Linked DNA regions of Mus musculus: region 2 is linked to region 1. The links are chromatin contacts, called in public Hi-C maps. All regions are on one chromosome and are shown on one strand. Each heading gives the region's core, a stretch centred on a gene start, on an enhancer-like site or on the middle of the called end of the contact. The rest is flanking DNA. Distances are from core to core; before and after follow the strand shown. Region 1 overlaps Gm36231 (a long non-coding RNA gene). Region 2 overlaps Cers6 (ceramide synthase 6).

What was found. A called contact is a pair of places that touch in the nucleus more often than the background predicts.
Region 2: a Hi-C map of bone marrow-derived macrophages shows a contact between it and region 1, with 17 read pairs. The contact joins two enhancer-like sites. A contact is called at or near these places in 1 of 484 Hi-C or Micro-C datasets (bone marrow-derived macrophages) and 1 of 9 other capture datasets (embryonic stem cells).

Annotation. Positions count from the first base shown.
Region 1 is chr2:68,822,728-68,827,530 of GRCm38.p6, forward strand. All of the region lies in intron 3 of Gm36231 (a long non-coding RNA gene), which reads right to left. Gm36174 (a long non-coding RNA gene) reads left to right here. Exons shown (of 3, transcript XR_374615.1): 2 at 489-606; 3 at 1,051-1,111. Among named protein-coding and RNA genes, the nearest start is that of Gm36174, 2.7 kb to the left of the region's middle. Within about 2 kb of position 2,569, at least 87 of the 459 cell types and tissues checked have an H3K27ac peak or open chromatin away from gene starts, as enhancers often do. A contact at or near this core is called in bone marrow-derived macrophages, where this site is marked.
Region 2 is chr2:69,108,058-69,112,860 of GRCm38.p6, forward strand. It overlaps Cers6 (ceramide synthase 6), which reads left to right. Exons shown (of 10, transcript NM_172856.4): 10 at 385-4,803. The coding sequence ends at 537. Among named protein-coding and RNA genes, the nearest start is that of Gm39840, 20 kb to the right of the region's middle. Within about 2 kb of position 1,909, at least 55 of the 459 cell types and tissues checked have an H3K27ac peak or open chromatin away from gene starts, as enhancers often do. A contact at or near this core is called in bone marrow-derived macrophages, where this site is marked.

The sequences.
Region 1 (4,803 bases), core at 1,319-3,818:
GAGCCCAAAGTTGACCCACATTATTCATTTTGGGTAAATTATAGTGAGTTTATTGAATATGCTTACTTTCATTATAAATACAAAAACTATACCCTTGAAATATGAAGTAGTGTTTAACTACATTGTGGTCATTACATTTTGCAGTACCACAGCTAATATTTGTACTTGGCTGTACCATGTGCCAGATGTATTCACATTGTTTCTTTCTTCAAAACTGACGTGGGGGTGGGGGTGGGAGTGGGGGGTGGGGTGCGGGGTGGGGTGGGGTGGGGTGCAGGGTCACTCGCGTGGAGGTCAGAGGACAGCTTGTGGACTCTGGCTCTTTCCTTCCACAGTGCAGACCCCAGGGATTTAACTCAGGTCACCAGGCCTGATAGTAAATGTTGTCCCATCTCCTTGGCCTCACATCATTACACCTGTGGATGTTTCTAAGAGTGCCTTGAAGTCCAGTCCGTGGAGTAAGTGATTTCATTTATTCCTCTTCATAGGTGACAGAAAGACTAGACAAGATGGCGGAGGTCACACGAGTGCTGGGAAATGAAGAAGGGCTTCAAGCTGCTCCTCCGATTTTAAAGCCAAGCAATGTGCCTAGCACTGTGCTGCTGTGTAAGTAGGTGAAGGGAAGAAACAACGCAGTTCACATCCTATAAACCCTGGTCTAAAGCCACAGGACTGCTGCCGCTGCCCACCAGCTATGTGAATCTCACGGTGCTGTGCAAGCTATGTCCTAAGTGTGACAGCCACATTTTCCCTGTTCTGTGGCTGAGGCCAACACAGCATTCACCTGCCTACTTGGAGCTTCAGTCTTTCGTTGCTCTTTCTGGGTTGTTTTGTTTTGTAATGAGAGGCTGATCTGACCTTTGCTTTACCCCCCCTTGAACAAAAGCCCTTAAAACATGACAGACATCTAAATTGACGTGTAAATACATGATTGCTTCTTTCTCGGTATAGAAAAGAAAAACAAAACATTTCCCTGGTAACCAGGTTGCTATACTCTCACAGGAAGCTCAGCTTTATTAAAAGCTAAAATCTGTCTTTTTCTTCTTAAAGGAGCCAGACAATGACCTTCCCCCGGAGCAATTAAAAGATGTTTTCAAAGTTGTTTTTTAAACCGTTCAAATGTGCTTTCTCTCATGCCTGTCTTTACGTGGACGGACATGTGCCAAGCCAGTGACATTGTAAGCGTATATGGAAGGGGAAAGCGGTGACAATTGTTAAGGGCCTCCTGCAATAGACATTCTTTTAATGGTGTAAAATGTTATGACCTCTCATTTTAATCTTTACAAGAACCTCACACAGTGAGTACCTTTATTATCTGTATGCTCTACATGACGACGCCAAGGCTTAAAGAGGGGAAGGAGCCTGAGAGCAAGCTGAGCAATGGAGCAAAGATTCATGCCTGAAGGTGCTAGGACACGGGCTTGGGTCTGTGTGGCTTTGTGTTCCATTCACCTTAAGGCTTCCTATGTTTTGGGGAAAGTCTTTGCCTTGTGTCCTGTGGAAGTAGATTCTAATGGACTCGTGCTAATCATGTTGGGGTGGTTTGAAAGGAAGTTTGAATGTCAGGAATCTATCTTGCATGTGCCTCTAATGTTAAGACCTAGATAAGAAAGAGGCCTTGTGGAGCTGAGACATTTAAGTTCATTGGGCTCTAATGCATACCTTTGGAGTTGTATGCTAAAGACTTGGAAAGGTCATTGTAACTATCTTAGCTGCTTCTCTAGTGTAAGTTCTATCAGACAGTCACTGACTACTGACTGTGAGCCAAAGCACTGTGCTGGGAGCAGTGGCCAGGAAATGACACCGGAAACAAGGACACAGCAGCCACCAACGTTTATTCAATGCACATGCATTGCATGGGCTATTTATGAGCTAGTTATTTATTTGGTACTAGGAACATACAATTACACTGGGTCTTTCTTCTTCTTCTTCTTCTTTTTTTTTTTTTTTTCGAGACAGGGTTTCTCTGTGTAGCCCTGGCTGTCTTGGAACTCTGTAGACCAAGCTGGCCTCAGAAATTCGCCTGCCTCTGCCTCCCAAGTGCTGGGATTAAAGGCGTGCGCCACCACGCCTGGCTACACTGGGTCTTTCTTATTTTAAAATATTTTCCAGATGGAAGAGGAAGAGAACAAACGCATGTCTCAATAAAACATGGTAGTACTGAAACAGAAGTGTATTTTAGGTATTATGGCTTCAGAGGATGCCTTAGGGCAGCGCCTCTCAACCTGTGGGTCATCACCTCTTTCACAGGGTTTATGCTACCTCTGGTTGATATCCCTGAGAGATCTCTTTTCTGAAGAGGAACTTAGGGAGGATGTGGGGGAGGGGACACTGGGAGGAGGGGAGGGAGGGGAGCCTGTGGTCAGGATGTATTGTATAAGAGAAGAATAAATCTTTTAAAAAGACCCAAGACCATAGGAAAACAGATATTTACATTAATTTATAACTGTAGTAAAATTAGCCACAAAATACTTTTATGGTTGGGGGAGGGGTCACCAGAACATAAGGAACTGTATTAAAGGGTGACAGCATTAGGGAGGTTGAGAAAGGGAGGGTAAAAAATTTCCTCAATCTTGAAAAAGGAAGACAGGTCTCAGTGTTTATATGAAGATCAGTTGAAAAGGGCTTTAGTGATGCCCAGGCTGGAATATTTCCTAGGTTGGTAATGAATTGGGCTGTGGTAAGATTCACCCCTGCCTTTAGTTTTTGGCCTCTCAAGGGTCTCCACACTAGTGAACTTGGACCCCCAGCCCTGCACTGGTCCCTCCTGTTAACAGTCTAGCTCTCATTACTTCCTCTTTCTAGCTCTGGTTACTTCCCCTCCTGCCTATTCCTCCACACACCCCTACTCACACCGCACTGGTCTTCTCGTCCCTCAAGGCCTGATCAGATCCAACTTCTCGTCTGAAGCCTCCAAGCCCACGCCTCCTCCTTAGAGTGGGGACGCTGCTCCCTGACCCCACCATGCTTCACTTCTGTGGGAAGATTTAGCTAGGTCCTCTCTGCGCCTATCTTTCCATTCAGGCTAATCAAGATCAGGGACTTAACCTAGGCTGCAATGAGGCAGAGCCTGCCTCCCTCCTGCTGTGGAAGCTGAAGGTGGGGCTTTTCTCTGCTTCCCGGAAGACAGAGGTTGGGAAAGACACAACAGCAGGGCTGTACCAATCATGTGAATTTACAAACTGCCATCTTTACATTTCTCCTTTCCAATACAATTAGGGACTGATATTCCATTAGGAAAGGAGTGGGGGAATTACTTGAATTTCATCTCAGGAGAGTCCTGGTGGCAGTCTAAACTAATTGGCATTTAGAGACCCACAGTTAAACATTAGGAGGAGCTTGGGGAAATTCTGCGGGGGGGGGGGGGTAATGGGGGGGTTGGAATTGAGGAGCCAGTGGGATAAGACACCAGGAGAACAGGGTCCACAGAATTAACTAAGTAGGGCTTATAGGGGCTCACAGAGACTGATGTAGCTATCACGGAGCACATATGCTGTGGTTGTTTAGCTTGGAGGGTTTTGTTGGACTTCTAACAATGGGGGAGTGTCTCGATTCCTTTGCCCACTCTTAGGACTCTTTCCCTCCTACTAGTTTGCCTAGCCCAGGCTTGACAGGAGAGTTTGTGCCTGGTCTTATTGCATCTTGTTATGTCATGTCCTGTTGATATTCCCAAGAGGTTCTCTTTTCTGAAGAAAAGTGAAGTTGTGTGTGTGTGTGTGTGTGTGTGTGTGTGTGTGTGTGTGTGTGTGTGTGTGATGCACTGGGAGGAGGAGAGGGAGGGCAGTCCATGGTCAGGATACATTGTCACTTTCAATAAATACACAATGACTGTGTATTTGTGGGGTACAGCGTGACAGTTGAATTCATCACTCATCTTGTATGACAATAAAACTATGGGCTCAGCATATTCATCACCCTTAGCATTCTGTTGTGATATGGATATTCAGTCCTCAGTTCTGTGCTCTTGGACTATACACTGCACTGTTGTCGCCCGTGGAATTCACAGGAAAAAACACACATGCTCCATATTGTATTTCACTCATGGCCTTGGATGGTGGCTGTCTTAGCACTAGGTGTTTTTGCTGGAGGCTCAACAAGGCTGAAGGGAACATGCCTTTCAAACTGTAGAACCACCAACTGAAGGTATTTGGTAAACACTTAAATTTTTTTAAGGGAGATTTAAATTTTTTAAAGATTATTTTTATTTTTATTTTTATGTGGACGCGTGTACTGCCTACATGTACAACAGGTGTGCCTGGCACCTGCAGAGACCAGAAGAGGACATCTAATTTCCTGGGACTGGGGTGACAGGTGGTTATGGGCTACCTGGTGGGTGCTAGGGACTGAAATCCCATTCTCTGCAAGAGTAGCGAATGCTCTTAACCACTGAGCCACCCTCTATCCCTAGAAGCCTCACTTTTTTTTTAAACTTTACAAATTGGATATTTTCTTTATTCAAATGTTATCCCCTTTCCAAGTTCCCTACCCTGCTTCTATGAGGGTGCTCCCCCACCCAGCCACCCACTCCTGCCTCACTAACCTAGCATTCCTCTACACTGGGGCTTCAAGCCTTCACAGGACCAAGAGCCTCTCCTACCATTGATGCCAGATAAGGCCTCTTCAGCTCCTTCAGTCCTCCATTGGGATCCCTGTGCTCAGTCCAATTGATTATTTTGTCCCCCCTTCTAAATAGGACTGAAGCATCCACTCTTTGGTCTTCCTTCCTCTTGAGCTTCTTGTGGTCCATGAGTTGTGACATGGGTATTCCATGCTCTTTGCCTAATATCCACTTATCAGTGAGTA
Region 2 (4,803 bases), core at 659-3,158, 280 kb after region 1:
AGTTAACATTAAATAATTGTCAATAAGAATGTAGTCATTATTGAATAAATTGATTTGTTTGGGTGCAGTTCCTAAAGGACCATCCTCATGGTACAGATGCCACCATCACTGTGGTTAAGGGCAGGAGTCATGGTCTAACATTATCTCTGATGAAGGCTGCCTACCCTTCAGGCTCTGTGACGCCTAAACTCAGAACCAACTCGGTCATACAAAGCATTCCTGCTGTGAAGAAGGGACCTTGCTACCAGAACAGTGCTCTTATCTGTTTTCTTTAACATGTGAATAAGTTCATCTTCATGTGCGGTTGCATGTGCTGCTTGCTGGGCACGCCCAACCCTGCTGGTCCTAGGAAGCTGGTGACACTCCCATCTTTGTATTCTGCAGGTATCCAAGGATGACCGGAGTGACATTGAATCTAGCTCAGATGATGAGGACTCAGAGCCTCCAGGGAAGAAACCACACTCTTCAACAACCACCAACGGAACCAGCGGTACCAATGGGTACCTCCTCACTGGTCCTTGTTCCGTGGATGATTAACTACCCAAAACTATAAGTTCTGAACAAAGGGAACTGTTTGTTCCTGGAAGTATTTAATAAGTTGCAAATGCAGTTCCTTTCATGATATCTCATCACCAGAGACAAAAAATTAGGATTCTTGGAGCATTCTGAATAGTGTACTGCCATGTGTCCTGTCTGTGAATGAAGAAATCCATTATTTCTATGTAGGCATGCTGTATGTAACTGACACAGGGAACAGTATTTGCATTTGTCTTAGGATATTATTTATTTTTTTATTTGTTTGTAAATCTGTGGACAAACGAGGATTCCTTCACTCCTTTCATTCTCTGGGCTCGTGATTGACAGTAAGGATGTCCTGTCTGTGTGTGCCCCTTTTCCACGTTGTGGTCCAGTGTGCCGTGAGCATCAGCTTTCTTTACCCCTTAGAGCAAGGAACATCCCATGCCAGATCCTCACACAGTTCCCAGTAGGTTGGCTTTCCTTCTGTTCTGCACCCATTTTCTATTTGCCCATACAGTTGGTGACCATTGCCCCACGTGAGTCTAAACAGGGTGAACCAGGTGTTTTCCTTGCCACTCTTGGTGATCAGATGAAAGAGAGTGGCTATGGGGGGACTTTAGAATTTTACAGGAAACCGCCTTGGTTTGTCTCTTGTGCACAGACATGAGACTTCTTTTCTGTGGTAGGTTGTCGGGGGTTGACTATGTTGGTAACAAAGCTATTTTGCCCTCCAGTGAAGTCAGTGTTCTGAGTATGAAACAGTATCTCTTGCATAAGTTCCCAGATACAAGGGCCCCACATACTGGGTTCTGGGAGTCTCGTAAGGATAGCCACTGCCCTCAACCAGGTCTTGCCATGACTTCTACCCTATTAGTCCAGTCTTCTGTCCTGACGTATAAAAAAGAGGAAGCCCCGAATATTCTGAGGCAGGAAAAGAAAAAGTCTTGTGGGAGTTGGCAAAGACTTCCTTCCCTGCAAAGCACTTTATTGCAACCAGCTTTCAAGAGAAAGCCCTATCTGGTATTAGACTTTGTATTTTGCTGAGTAAAATAAATCGAATGAGAGAAAGACAATTAACCCCTTGCCTTCCTCCTCAAATGCATCCCATAATGACTTTCTTGTTGCTAGAAACATCCACCCCACAGGACAAGTCTGTTCCATTTACTGCTCTGACGACTTGTGAGGGCTCCTGTGAATTTCTCTTCAAGTGGAGCTATTTCCAGAAAAACAGTAAAAAATTCTACTGGAGAATAGCAGCAACAGCTGTGGGGAAAATTGCCAAAGAATACGTCATGAGCCCTCACCCACCCCCACCCCCTGCAGCCAGTGTTACTTTTGTTCGGCTACAGAAACCACACAGATGAGCCGAGGACTAGACCCATCTCATCCTCAGTAAAAAGGAAACTGAATGGGATTACAAGTACTCGTGAGTCAAACATCTCCTAAAACAGGACTCCAAACCAGTCAGCGCTGAGTAACCAATAGCAAAACATTACAGTGCATGACGGTCCTGCTCAGAACCACCCCCACTCCATTTGGTTCTTTTAAATTAAATCTGCATACCCATACCTTGAAGCCTGTGAGTTAATTGTTAAGAGAAGACTCCCGAAGAACTCACTGCAATATTAAATCCTCCTCCACCTAATTACAAAACAGTATTTTCTGGTATGGTCCAGACAATAATTTTCAAAGCTTGGAAGCATGTCTAGTTGTTACCACAGAAGACAGTGCAAGTGACTGTGTGATTTGAGCCTTGCTGATATATTAGCCAAAACAGTTATATGTCTAGGAGTGAAACTTGATTGAGTGTTTGGGTTTGTGAGACCAGTGATAAGACACGGGAGGTACTGTTAGTAATCAGAGCATTTGCTCAAATACAAATGGATGAAAACCAAGAGCAGTGTTGAGACAGTGAAAGTTTGTCATCAGCTAAGCTAAGGAACCTACCCATCTCTAGTTAATGTCTGGGCTCATCCTCCCAGGTATGAGATGGTTTTGACAACCACTGTGTACTTGTATTTGAACCATGTGACACTCTTTAGCACAGAAGAATTTTAAGATCAATCTGTAAATTCAGAAGAGGTATATAAAAATGAAGTAAGTTGATCCTGTCCATATCAAAGGCAGCTCTAACTCATCTTCTCCACGGAAGTTACTGTGGAAGACTAGGGGCACGCTTTCTGACTGACACCTTTAGGTTGGCTCAGTCTGCAACGTGTCTGTTGATTTTTCTGTTTCGTATTACCTTTGTGAGAAAATAATTCTGCTTGGCTAATTGAAATGGAGTTTGTAGGCTTTTTCTGGAATAGAATATTAATATCTCTGTCTAATGTTCTCCCAAAAATGGACGGATAAGACTGAGAACAGACACTGTCCGCGGAATCGTATCCACATATGGCAGGCCATAGCTCTCAGAAAGTCTGACTTGTAAATCCAGCTTTAGGTTAGTTCTAAGTGGTGATTTTGGTAATTAGCATAGCTTGTGGTGATGTCTCCTCCTTCCTGGTTGCATCCAAACTCCCCAGGGTACCAAAGTGTGTGTAGAAAGGACTCTAGAAAAAGTAACTCTCATAGCTTACCTAGATTTAGTGGGGGGGAAAGTAGGAAATCAAGTAGACTTTGGCCTAGAGTCAGTAATTGATATAGCCGTGTCTGATTTATGTGTGCATATGTATGTTTCTCCAAAAACTGGTAAAACTAAATGATTACTGATTCATCATCGTCCTCCATATTCCTTTCCTTAGAAAAAAAACGAACGCATTCAACCATGTCCTAAACAGACTTTCCTTCTCTTTAGTTTTGCTTTGCACCAGCTGAGAGTAGCAAAGCCCTCTCAGCCTCTCAGTCACAGAGCTCCCTGAGATAGACTCAGGTCCTGGAGCATCTGCTGCCACACATAGGACACACCCACTTCACTATCGCAGACTCGGCCCCGTGGATGTTGAGAGCAGAGGAGCAACTGCAAGGATCAGTATTGTGGGTCATTCGAGTATTCATTGTAAAAGTGCAAGTGATTGCCATTTAACCCCATGGTTCTAATGTCTGCTGAACTGCCAGACAGAGCATATCCCAAATTATCATTAGATTGTGTCATTGGCGTCCAATGCTGATGAACAAGGCAGCAAAGGCACGGACCAAGAAAGACCAGTCATCTTTAGTCCATATGGTAGGTGAGTCTCAAACTGGTAAACTCCTGTCTGAGTCATACACTTAGCAAAAGCACTGCGTGCTACCATGGTCCCAAAAGGTGATGACATAGCCTAGGTACAGAGGCGGTACTGTCTGCTGTGTGTAAGTACACTTATTGATGTTCGCAGAGTGACAAAAATGTGTCCCTGCTGTGACATGACATAGGCCTATACTTTTTGAGCAAATGTATTGCCTTTCCTTCACTTTAGATAGAAAGGTCTGAATCTTCCACCTTGCATTTAAATCTCATTGTTACTTGGGCTAAGGAAAAATGAGACTTCGTTGTTATAAAGGACATTGGAGCTCCCCTGAGTCTGTGTTGACCAGTTCTTCTGAGAGAACGAATGGGTGCCTTTCATTGCCTCCAACCCAGTTTACATTACTAATCATTTTGGGGTAAATCAATGTCAGAGTTGCCTGGATATTTGAGTATTTTCCTTAATTTGAAGAAGAAAAATAGTGTGTAGAATTAGCCCAAAGGTACGGATGTGGGCCATTTATCAGTATGGGAGATGATGTCATTAACCCAGAGAGGCCGCAACACCTTTGGAAATAAGAAGTTAAGTGCTGGCCCTTTGTGTAATGTTTGTGGTACTAAGGCTCCTACCTGCCTTTCACTTTCCTTGTCTTCGGCTTATTTCTGCTTAGTCAATAAGTCGTCATAGCCCTGCAATGGTTCTAACACCCAAAGGAGAAAAACATCAAACAAGACCAGAGTCGCCCTGAGGGGATAGTGATCACCTGGCTCTTGTGTAGCAAGAAAGAAATGTGGAGGGCTCTAACTACTGCAGGTGCCTTCAAGTATGCTGCCCCTGTCAGGAATGATCATAAACGTTCTTAAAGTGAAACAAGACTGTTTCCTTACATGTATGCTTCCCACTATCAGCTTCTCTTCCAGAGGTGAGATTGTGCCATTCTCCAAATGCTGTGAGCTAATTAGCAATAGTCTACCAATCACATTTTAGTTCCATGAACTGATGGGCTAAAGGAGGGCCCTCCTTTCACCTATGTGTACATAGCACCCACCCACCCCTAGGAGGCGCCAAGCAGATGTGGGGGAGCCCTAGCCAAAGCTCTTGAAACTCCTGTAACCAC